Regions from separate parts of the Mus musculus genome. Here region 2 is linked to region 1. The links are chromatin contacts, called in public HiChIP or PLAC-seq maps. All regions are on one chromosome and are shown on one strand. Each heading gives the region's core, a stretch centred on a gene start, on an enhancer-like site or on the middle of the called end of the contact. The rest is flanking DNA. Distances are from core to core; before and after follow the strand shown. Region 1 holds the start of Aqp11 (aquaporin 11). Region 2 has its middle 8.6 kb from the start of Gm39050.

Region 1 (4,551 bases), core at 245-2,744:
TACGAGGTTCAAGTACTCCTCAATGCCAATAATGCAGCCATCTATCCCTCTTTCCCAATATTCACTTGCTCACACAGCCACACCGGAATCTGCCTGGCAAGTATCTGAACTTGAGGTTGGCGGACTGCACCATCACCCTCCACACCTTCTGTGGCCCTGGCCCTGGTATGCCATGGTTGGAAGTCACAAAGACCATCTAGGAGGAAGGTCGCCTCAGAAAGTGACTTCCAGAACTATTTTAATATTCCCTTTTTCCCCCCTTCCCTTTTGCTCCGGCCCCGCTCGCACTGGACCATAGGTTTTTTATTTGTTTTTCATTAAGGATGGTTGTGAGCCACCATGTGGTTGCTGGGATTTGAACTCACGACCTCCGGAAAAGCAGTCAGTGTTCTTAACCGCTGAGCCATCTCACCAGCACCTATTTTAATATTCTTATTTGGGATATCTATAAGGCAAACTTCACAATAGATGTTAACTGTGCTGGAATACTTGACTCTCAGCTGGTGCAAGACTTCAGCTCCAGGCTAGCTTCCTTTCCATGGCCCCTCAAACTCCCTTCTTTCCATCCTGCCTCAGGTTGTCCCAGGATTCTGGGAAGCCAACCAATCCAAGGGTTTCCTTCCCACACTGGATGCCAATGAGAACAAGCAAACAATGTTTTCTTAGTATTTTAATATCTCATGATGAAGATAACATAAACATTATAAACTTTGAGGACTTCATGCCTAAACCACCACCTGCAGGCAAGGTGCTTCCAGCAGGTAAAGGTGCCCAATTGAGGACTTGAGTTTGATCCCTGGGACCCACCTTGTGGAACACATGAGATTGGGCACAGCGACCCCCGTATGTATGTATGTATGTATGTATGTATGTATGTATATACATACATATATATATATGTGTGTGTGTGTGTGTGTATGCACATATATAAACATAAATAAGACAATTAGATAATTAAGCAAATGCATTCGATAAAAAATAAAACACAACATCCAAAGTTTGGAAATAGTGGCGATAGCTAGATAAAGTGTGAATATAATTAACGTCAATTTTACACATAAATGGATATATATATTTTCCCCCACACTTACGAAAAAAGTTCGAGTGTGGGTGAAGAAAACCAAAGCTCTAACACCTTGTCAAACCAGTCAAACCTCGGTTCTCACGCCCACTCCCAGTTGACCACAGCTCCTTCCCTGAGGGTCACCTCCTCGCTCCTCAACCTCAGTCTCTCCATTAGTAAAAACGGGGTGGCTGCAAAGATGACCTCTGGGGCTCCGTGGAGTACAGTTTCCGGAGTGTGCAAAGATCAAGGCAGAGTTCCCAAGCCACGCTCCGATCGCCACATGCTCTAGCACCAGCGTGGTGCGGTCTTAGGCTCGGGGTCCGGCGCTGAGAGCCCAGAGCTCGGGCGCCACGCGCGTGCGCAGTGGTCTCGGGGCCCTGGCCCTGTGCTGAGGGAGGCGGCGGAAGGCGGGTGCGCGTGGGGCTCTACAGACCGTTGTCCCCTCCGCCAGTGCCCAGGGACAGCTCCCTCGCCGCCTCCTTTCCCCCGCCCTCCCCCCCTCCCCGGCTCAGGTCACATCTGCACAGCGCAGCCGGGGAGGGGAGGAGCCCTCCAGCGCGGAACCCGGGCTCTCCACTCGGCCCGCCCCTGAGGGGCGTGGGAGGGCGGGGCGGCGGACTTCGGACTCCAGCCCCCGACGCTCCTCTGTCCCTGCCGCCCTCAGCCATCCCCAGCGGTGAGGGAGCCATGTCCGCGCTACTGGGGCTCCGGCCCGAGGTGCAGGACACCTGCATCTCGCTGGGGCTAATGCTGCTGTTCGTGCTGTTCGTGGGGCTGGCCCGCGTGATCGCCCGGCAACAGCTACACAGGCCCGTGGTCCACGCCTTCGTCCTGGAGTTTCTAGCTACCTTCCAGCTCTGCTGCTGCACCCACGAGCTCCAAGTGCTGAGCGAGCAGGACTCTGCGCACCCCACCTGGACTCTGACACTGATCTACTTCTTTTCCTTGGTGCATGGCCTGACCCTGGTGGGCACAGCTAGCAACCCGTGCGGCGTGATGATGCAGATGATTCTGGGGGGTATGTCCCCCGAAATGGGTGCCGTGAGGTTGTTGGCTCAGCTGGTTAGCGCCCTGTGCAGCAGGTACTGCATAAGCGCCCTGTGGAGCCTGAGTCTGACCAAGTACCATTACGACGAAAGGATCTTAGCTTGCAGGAATCCCATCCACACCGACATGTCCAAAGCGATCATCATAGAGGCCATCTGCTCCTTTATTTTCCACAGCGCTCTACTGCACTTCCAGGAGGTCCGAACCAAGCTTCGCATCCACCTGCTGGCTGCACTCATCACCTTTTTGGCCTATGCAGGTTTGTTATTCCTACCAAACACTTGGCAGTCCGGAGCCTCTATGACCAGAGGTTCTAAGTTCTTTACCGATACATTTGAGCACCCCCTGCACCCTACCCTGGGCCACTTATTATTCTAACCACCTTGCAGCCTAGCAGTTGGAGCCAACATACAGATCTTCATTCATTGCTGTTTTGAACACCCAGAGAAAGCAGACACTCCGGTGCCGAAACTAAGATCGTGGCAGATTACTGCCAAAGGCTTAAATAGCCCACAAAGGGATTGTTTTAATGTTAGAAAGGCAGCTTATCAGTTACGGCTCTCATGCCAAGGTGGTATAGATTGCTTCTGACACTCTTACTGAGAAACGATCCGGTCAAAAAGTTCCTTCGAGCTTAAAGTGCACGATAGGTCAGTAGTTGACCGCGAGGAGAAGCAGTTCTGTAGCTGCATTCACGTCCTACTTTTTTCCTACAAATTACTTGTCATATTCCTTATGTGGAGTTGCACGTGGACTTTTAAGTAGACTCCCATGAAAGGTGTGTTTCAAGTTTAAACTGTTCTTGTTTTGTTTTTACGAGACAGGGTTTCTCTGTGTATCCCTGGCTGTCCTGAAACTCACTTTGTAGACCAGGCTGGCCTCGAACTCAGAAATCCACCTGCCTCTGCCTCTCAAGTGCTGGGATTAAAGGCGTTTGCCACCACAGTCCGGCTCAAGTTTAAAATGTTTTTAAAGATGCTCTTTAAAAACAAATCATTCTCAGCTGGGTGTGGTGGCACACGCCTGTAATCCCATCACTCAGGAAGCAGAGGAGGAGGATAATGTTAAATTCGTTGTCAGACAGTGCTAAATACTGAAACCCGGTCTAAGGAAAACAAAACAAAAACAAGAAAAAAAAACCCTCCAGAAGTCTTATTTACTTGTTTACTTTCACAAAGCTTAGCTGCAGTAGCAATTCAAAAATTGTTTAATGATAAAATGCGCCTTTTAAAAGAGTGTGTCATTTAAAATAATGAAATACTTTTACTGGGATGATAGTGGAACTATAAAGAATGTTTTAGAGGCATGAATATAAATAAAGGACACCTAGTGACAGTCTTAATACTTCTTGTACTCATTAAAAGGGAAACCCTGCCTAGCACTGCCCTTCTGGGCTCAAGCCAGGGCACAGTAAACAAAACCCCTTGACTTCCAGTGTAGGCTTGACTTCCTGGGGCAACATGAAAGACTTCAGAAGTCTCCTTTCTTTGAATCTAGCATTGTTTTTTTAGTTGACACACAGGAAAACACATTGTGTGGGATAAGAGAAGTGGGCACGTGCTATTTGAGGGGCCAGTGAGAGTTTCAGCTAAAGCAGAAACTCCCGCTGTGCATGAGCAGTTCTACCACAGGAGAGTTCTGTGCTTGCCCATTAAAGCAGCAAAGAGCTGTGCAGGTGATTCATGCCCGAGATACTAGCACTGGACAGGTAGAGGCAGGAGGAATAAAGTCTTCTGCTACTGACTGGGTTTGGGTCAGCCTGGGCTACATGAGACCTAGTCTTTAAAAACAAGCACACAAAAAATAAAAATCTGAGATTGTTTTATAATTAAAAAGAACTTAAGGACACCTAGATCTTTCTCACCCCCGAATTGTTCCTCCTGCCTCTGTTGATAGTTGTGAAGTTGGTGTTCTTCCTGTACTTTTATGCTCTTAGCACCAAGTTATGATTCCATAAATAATGTATTTACTACTAACTATTCCTGGGCTGGGGATGTAGTTCAAAGATAGAACACTTGCCTTTATGCACATGGCCCTTGGCTCTTGTGAGGGGTAAAAACGTCTTCCAAAAGAGAAGAAAAGTGACCCTTGGAGTTATTTCTAAGTAAGAGGCCAATGGAGAAGGTCTCTAGGATGTCAGTTTAAGGGTCTGAAGCTCGGCTGATTTCTTGTCGTGAATACTCAGGACTAAACCAATCTCTGATGCAGACGTTCTCAACAATCTCTTTCCAAATCTCTGGAGTTTTAAAAATATACCCATTCTGGTGCAGATCTCAGCATCTAACTGCTCTGGGAAGGGGCGGAGGAAGTGTCAGAGTTTAAAGTTCTGCCCAGGCGATCCGATTATGAAACCGGTTTTGAACAATGCTCTAGAGTGGACCTGCTTTGTCCTGCTCAGCAGCCACTGGCTCCAGGTGCCTATTTAGATTGAAGTTAAA
Region 2 (4,358 bases), core at 426-2,925, 71 kb before region 1:
CTACCATATCTAATGGCCCTTCTCAGAGAACAAGAGCCCTGACTATAAGCCACTACAGTATAGAATGGAAACCTAACAGCCGAACCCATCCTTAGTATCTCCAGAATTAAACTAAAGAGTAGGAATGAACACAGTGGTTATCAGTGGTAGAATGCTTGCATAGCATGGGGAAAGTCTCAGGTTCTATTCTCAGCACTGCAAAAAATCATCAAAGGTCAGGGAGATGGTTCAGGAAACAAAATCACTAGCCATGCATGCCTGACAACCTAAGTTTGATAAAAACTAGATGTGGTGGCATGCATTTATAATCCCACCCCTCCACAGCAAGATGGGGGCAGAGACAGGAGGCTCACCCAGAAACTTACAGGTTAGCTAGTCTAATTTATGGCAGCACAGCAGCAGAAACAAGAGGCCTTGTTTCAAATAAGATAGAAGCTAAAAAACCAACTCCATAAGCCATGCTTACCTCTCTGAATTCTATGCATATGCACACCTTGCTATGTGTGAGCCTCCACTCCCAAAAACAAAATACATACATACATACATACATACATACATACATACATACATACATACATAAAAATAAAACCATAGACAATCAAGCACTGTTATCTCTAAGATTTTAAAGGAGTGATTATGAGAAAGCAGAACTGTCTCCAAAGAAGTTCTCAAACACTATCACAAGCTAGGTACCATTTTGTTGTTTATAAATTTAATAAAACACTACTCCCAAAATGTGTACCTTTGGGCTGGTGAGATGGCTCAGTGGGTAAGAGCACCCGACTGCTCTTCCAAAGGTCCGAAGTTCAAATCCCAGCAACCACATGGTGGCTCACAACCACCCGTAATGAGATCTGACTCCCTCTTCCAGAGTGTCTGAAGACAGCTACAGTGTACTTACATATAATAAATAAATAAATAAATAAATAAATCTTAAAAAAAAACACCACATTTAAAAAAAAAAAAAATGTGTACCTTTGTCATTTGAGAAGACAGCAAAATCAGGAAGGTCAGACTCACCTTTCCTTATCTTTTTCTAAGACCCTAATTTAAGAGCTATTCCCCAGAGTATTATTCCCAGAGAAGAGACCCTCTTTATGTCTCAAGCCACACAGATATAGAGAAGAATCTTAACAAATAAGCTTTGCAAATTTCTTCCTAATTTATTACCATTAGATTATATATTTCTTCCAATAATTCTCCTCTACTCTCCTCTTCTACAAACCTAAACATAAAATACACAAATAAACCTAGTTTGAGGGATCTTCATTTCCTTCTAATGGTTACTATCACCTAAAATTTATATAAAGTCTATATGCTCTTCTCTTATTAATTCCACTTTTGTTTATGGGGAGCTTCTTTATGAACCCAGCAACAGAAAGAAAATACAGTGCTTTTCCCTATATTCTCTCATACTAATGTCTTGAAAGCAACCTTGTTAGAGAACTACTATTGTCCAAGGAGAACTTGGAAGAAAAAACAAGTTTACAAAATTGAGTGACATTTTCAAAATCAGACACAAAATGGCGAGAACGCTTAAATTTATAAGCAAATTGGTCGCCTTTACTCTAAAGTCACTGTTCTTTTTCTACTGCACTTCACACTGTATTATAGTTATAGCCTTGTGTGGCAGTTTCAAGAGGTAGCAGCATCATTTCCCCCTTACAAATGAGGAAACTGGTAAAGGAAGTAATGCTACTGTCTCCGAACCAAGTCAGAAGAGGCAGAACCGATTTATATGCAGATGGACCTTCTGCCTCCAACTCCCTGCTCTCTCTTTCTGCTACTTCATGGTTCCTCTTACACAGAAATGCACAAAACAAGGAGGCATAAGAGCCAAAATGTGGCCTTGACCCCAACTTTTATGTAACAGTAAATCAGTAGTTTTTCTTCTCTTAGCCCCACTTTTTTCATCCGTAAAATTAATATCTGATTAGCCAAACCCCAAAGTCTGGTCATCTATTTAATTAGTACCAACAAGTTTACAAGAAGCAATTTCTTTTGTTTCCCTTCCACAAAAAGTTACATTCTAAAAGAAGAGTAACAATAGTGATTTTTAGTTACAGTATAAAGTATTCAGCACTACACTTTACTACTACTACATGAAATTACACATTTAATGCCATACTTTTTTCTCAAATACTTTAGATGCAAACAAAGATCACATACTATCCAGTAACCCAGTGCTAGAATATCTAATACCAAATATGTGAGGGTAAAAGGGATCAGGACCCTTTGTCTCTCAGCTAGATTTACACTTCTAGTCACCAGCTAATTTCTTTTCCTAAGTTCAGACATCAGCTCTGCTTCATTTACATCAGACAGTGTGATAACATAAACCAAGGAATTTACAACCATATGTGAACCATATGCATACCTGGTATCCACAGTAGCTTTTGATAAAATAATACAGTTAAGACAAAAATCATGGGGCTGGAAAGATGGCTCAGTGATTAAGAGCACTAGATGATCTTCCAGAGGACTCGAGTTCAATTCCCAGAATCCACATGGTGGCTCATAACCATATGTAACTCCAGAGTTAGAGGATCTGATGCCTTCTTCTGGCCTCTGTGGATACCAGGTATGCATATGGTTCACAGACATACATGTAAGCAAAATACCCATAAACAAAATAATTTTTAAAATTATCTTTAAACATGGATGTAATTTTTTCTATCAAGAAATGGAAAAAGAGGAAGTAGCAAGATATTTAAATTTTTGGGTCCTTCTCTGTTTTAGTTTCATTAAATATAGGTATGGAAAAATCCAAGTCAATTCTTAATACCTTTCCCATTTGTGTCCCAGTAGATAGTCTATATTACAAAATATGAAATGTATAAGTGATAAAAATTTGAAGGAATAAGTATAGTAGCACAAATTTTAAAAGCAATGAGGTATGCTGGCGGTTGTGGCACACGCCTTTAATTCCAGCACTTGGGAGACAAAGGCAGGCGGATTTCTGAGTTTGAGGCCAGCCTGGTCTACAGAGTGAGTTCCAGGACAACCAGGGCTATACAGAGAAACCCTGTCTCAAAAAACAAAATAAAAAATAAAAATAAAGCAATGAGGTAAAAGCAAAGGCAGAACATAAAATATGGATGGTCACATCACCCTTAACACATATTAATTGTAATATCCCTATGACAACTGAATTAAAAAACTCACATAATACCAAAGGATAAGACTACAGAGGCAGAATACATGTTCCTACAGCTAAACTAAAGCTGACTGGAGAATCTGATCAAGGGTCCAAGACCTGAAATAATCACTGAGAATCAGGAAGTAATCTTGAATCTTGAAAGGAATGATGCTTGATTCTAGCTACAGAAGGCTAACGCAGGAGGACAGTGAGTTTGAGGCCATCCTGAGCAATGTAGTGAGACCTAATCTCAAGAAAGGAAGAAAAGGGCCATCAAGATGGCTCAATGGGGAATGATGGTTGCTGATGAACCTAATGAGGTGAGTTGATCCCAGAGGAAGTGCATGTTGTTCATTCAATTCTCAGCTTCCTAATGGTCATATTCTCTGCTTATAGAAAGAGAGTTTAAAGCTGAATGAGAAAAAGAACCCAAGATGAAAATCTAATCTGTGCCCCTGAAATTACAACTTCAACCTCACCCTTTTTATATTCTGTCGCCACCAAGTCCTCAGATACACACTTATCTACTTTATATTTCACAACTTTATAAAATACACATTCAAGATCCCTAATGAATTGGTCCCTTATCCACCATTACAATTTTGAAACTGGTACTGTCAGCCTACCCAGCACTTATTCCTGTCTTCTTTTTGTAAGGGAGTCCTCATCTTATCATCCCTTATCAGTAACAAGTAAGTAATCTGAATCATTTTGAGAATTTATAAAAACAAATTTAGGCCCCATATTTTGACTTTGGTCTGGGATGTGGTTCAAAAATTAGTATTTTGCCAGGCATGATGGCCCATATTTATAATCTGAATGCTCCAGAGGCAGGCAAGGAACCAGAAGCAAGGTGATCTGGAGTTTCAGCTCAGAGAGTCATCCCTGACCACATAGCAAGAATTCAGGGCCAGCCTAAGCAATATGAGACCATGTCTCAAAATATCAAAAGCAAGAAAAAAGAAATTACCTTTTGAAAACCACAATGTCCTTGGGAAAAAGTGATCTATCTGATCTCCAACTAAGAGATCGGTGTTGATTATATAAGCAAATCAGGCCTATTAATCCCATTTTGCTAGTAGTTAATTCCTGGATAATGATTAAGTTTAACCAATCAGCAAGTGCTAGATCCCTGGAAATTTGTAATTCAAGAGATAGGCAAGTACAATTTGACTCTATAGTAGGTTTTTTGAAGTGGGGGAGAGTCCACTTTAGGAGG

The links. HiChIP or PLAC-seq counts read pairs in DNA pulled down with a chosen protein or histone mark.
Region 2: an H3K27ac HiChIP or PLAC-seq map of microglia shows a contact between it and region 1, with 4 times the contacts expected there. The contact joins the enhancer-like site here to the promoter of Aqp11 in region 1. A contact is called at or near these places in 11 of 39 promoter capture datasets (the 3T3-L1 cell line, the HPC-7 cell line, cranial neural crest and 7 more), 2 of 15 datasets of contacts at CTCF or cohesin (CD8 T cells and the NIH/3T3 cell line), 28 of 484 Hi-C or Micro-C datasets (the C2C12 cell line, CD8 central memory T cells, LSK cells and 13 more), 13 of 115 datasets of contacts at active chromatin or transcription factors (CD8 T cells, the SCID.adh cell line, astrocytes and 6 more) and 2 of 9 other capture datasets (adipose tissue and liver).

The regions. Positions count from the first base shown.
Region 1 is chr7:97,735,190-97,739,740 of GRCm38.p6, reverse strand. Aqp11 (aquaporin 11) reads left to right here and starts at 1,494. Exons shown (of 3, transcript NM_175105.3): 1 at 1,494-2,372. The coding sequence starts at 1,754.
Region 2 is chr7:97,806,843-97,811,200 of GRCm38.p6, reverse strand. It overlaps a transcript of Pak1 not described here. Among named protein-coding and RNA genes, the nearest start is that of Gm39050, 8.6 kb to the right of the region's middle. Within about 2 kb of position 1,675, at least 4 of the 459 cell types and tissues checked have an H3K27ac peak or open chromatin away from gene starts, as enhancers often do. A contact at or near this core is called in bone marrow-derived macrophages and microglia, where this site is marked.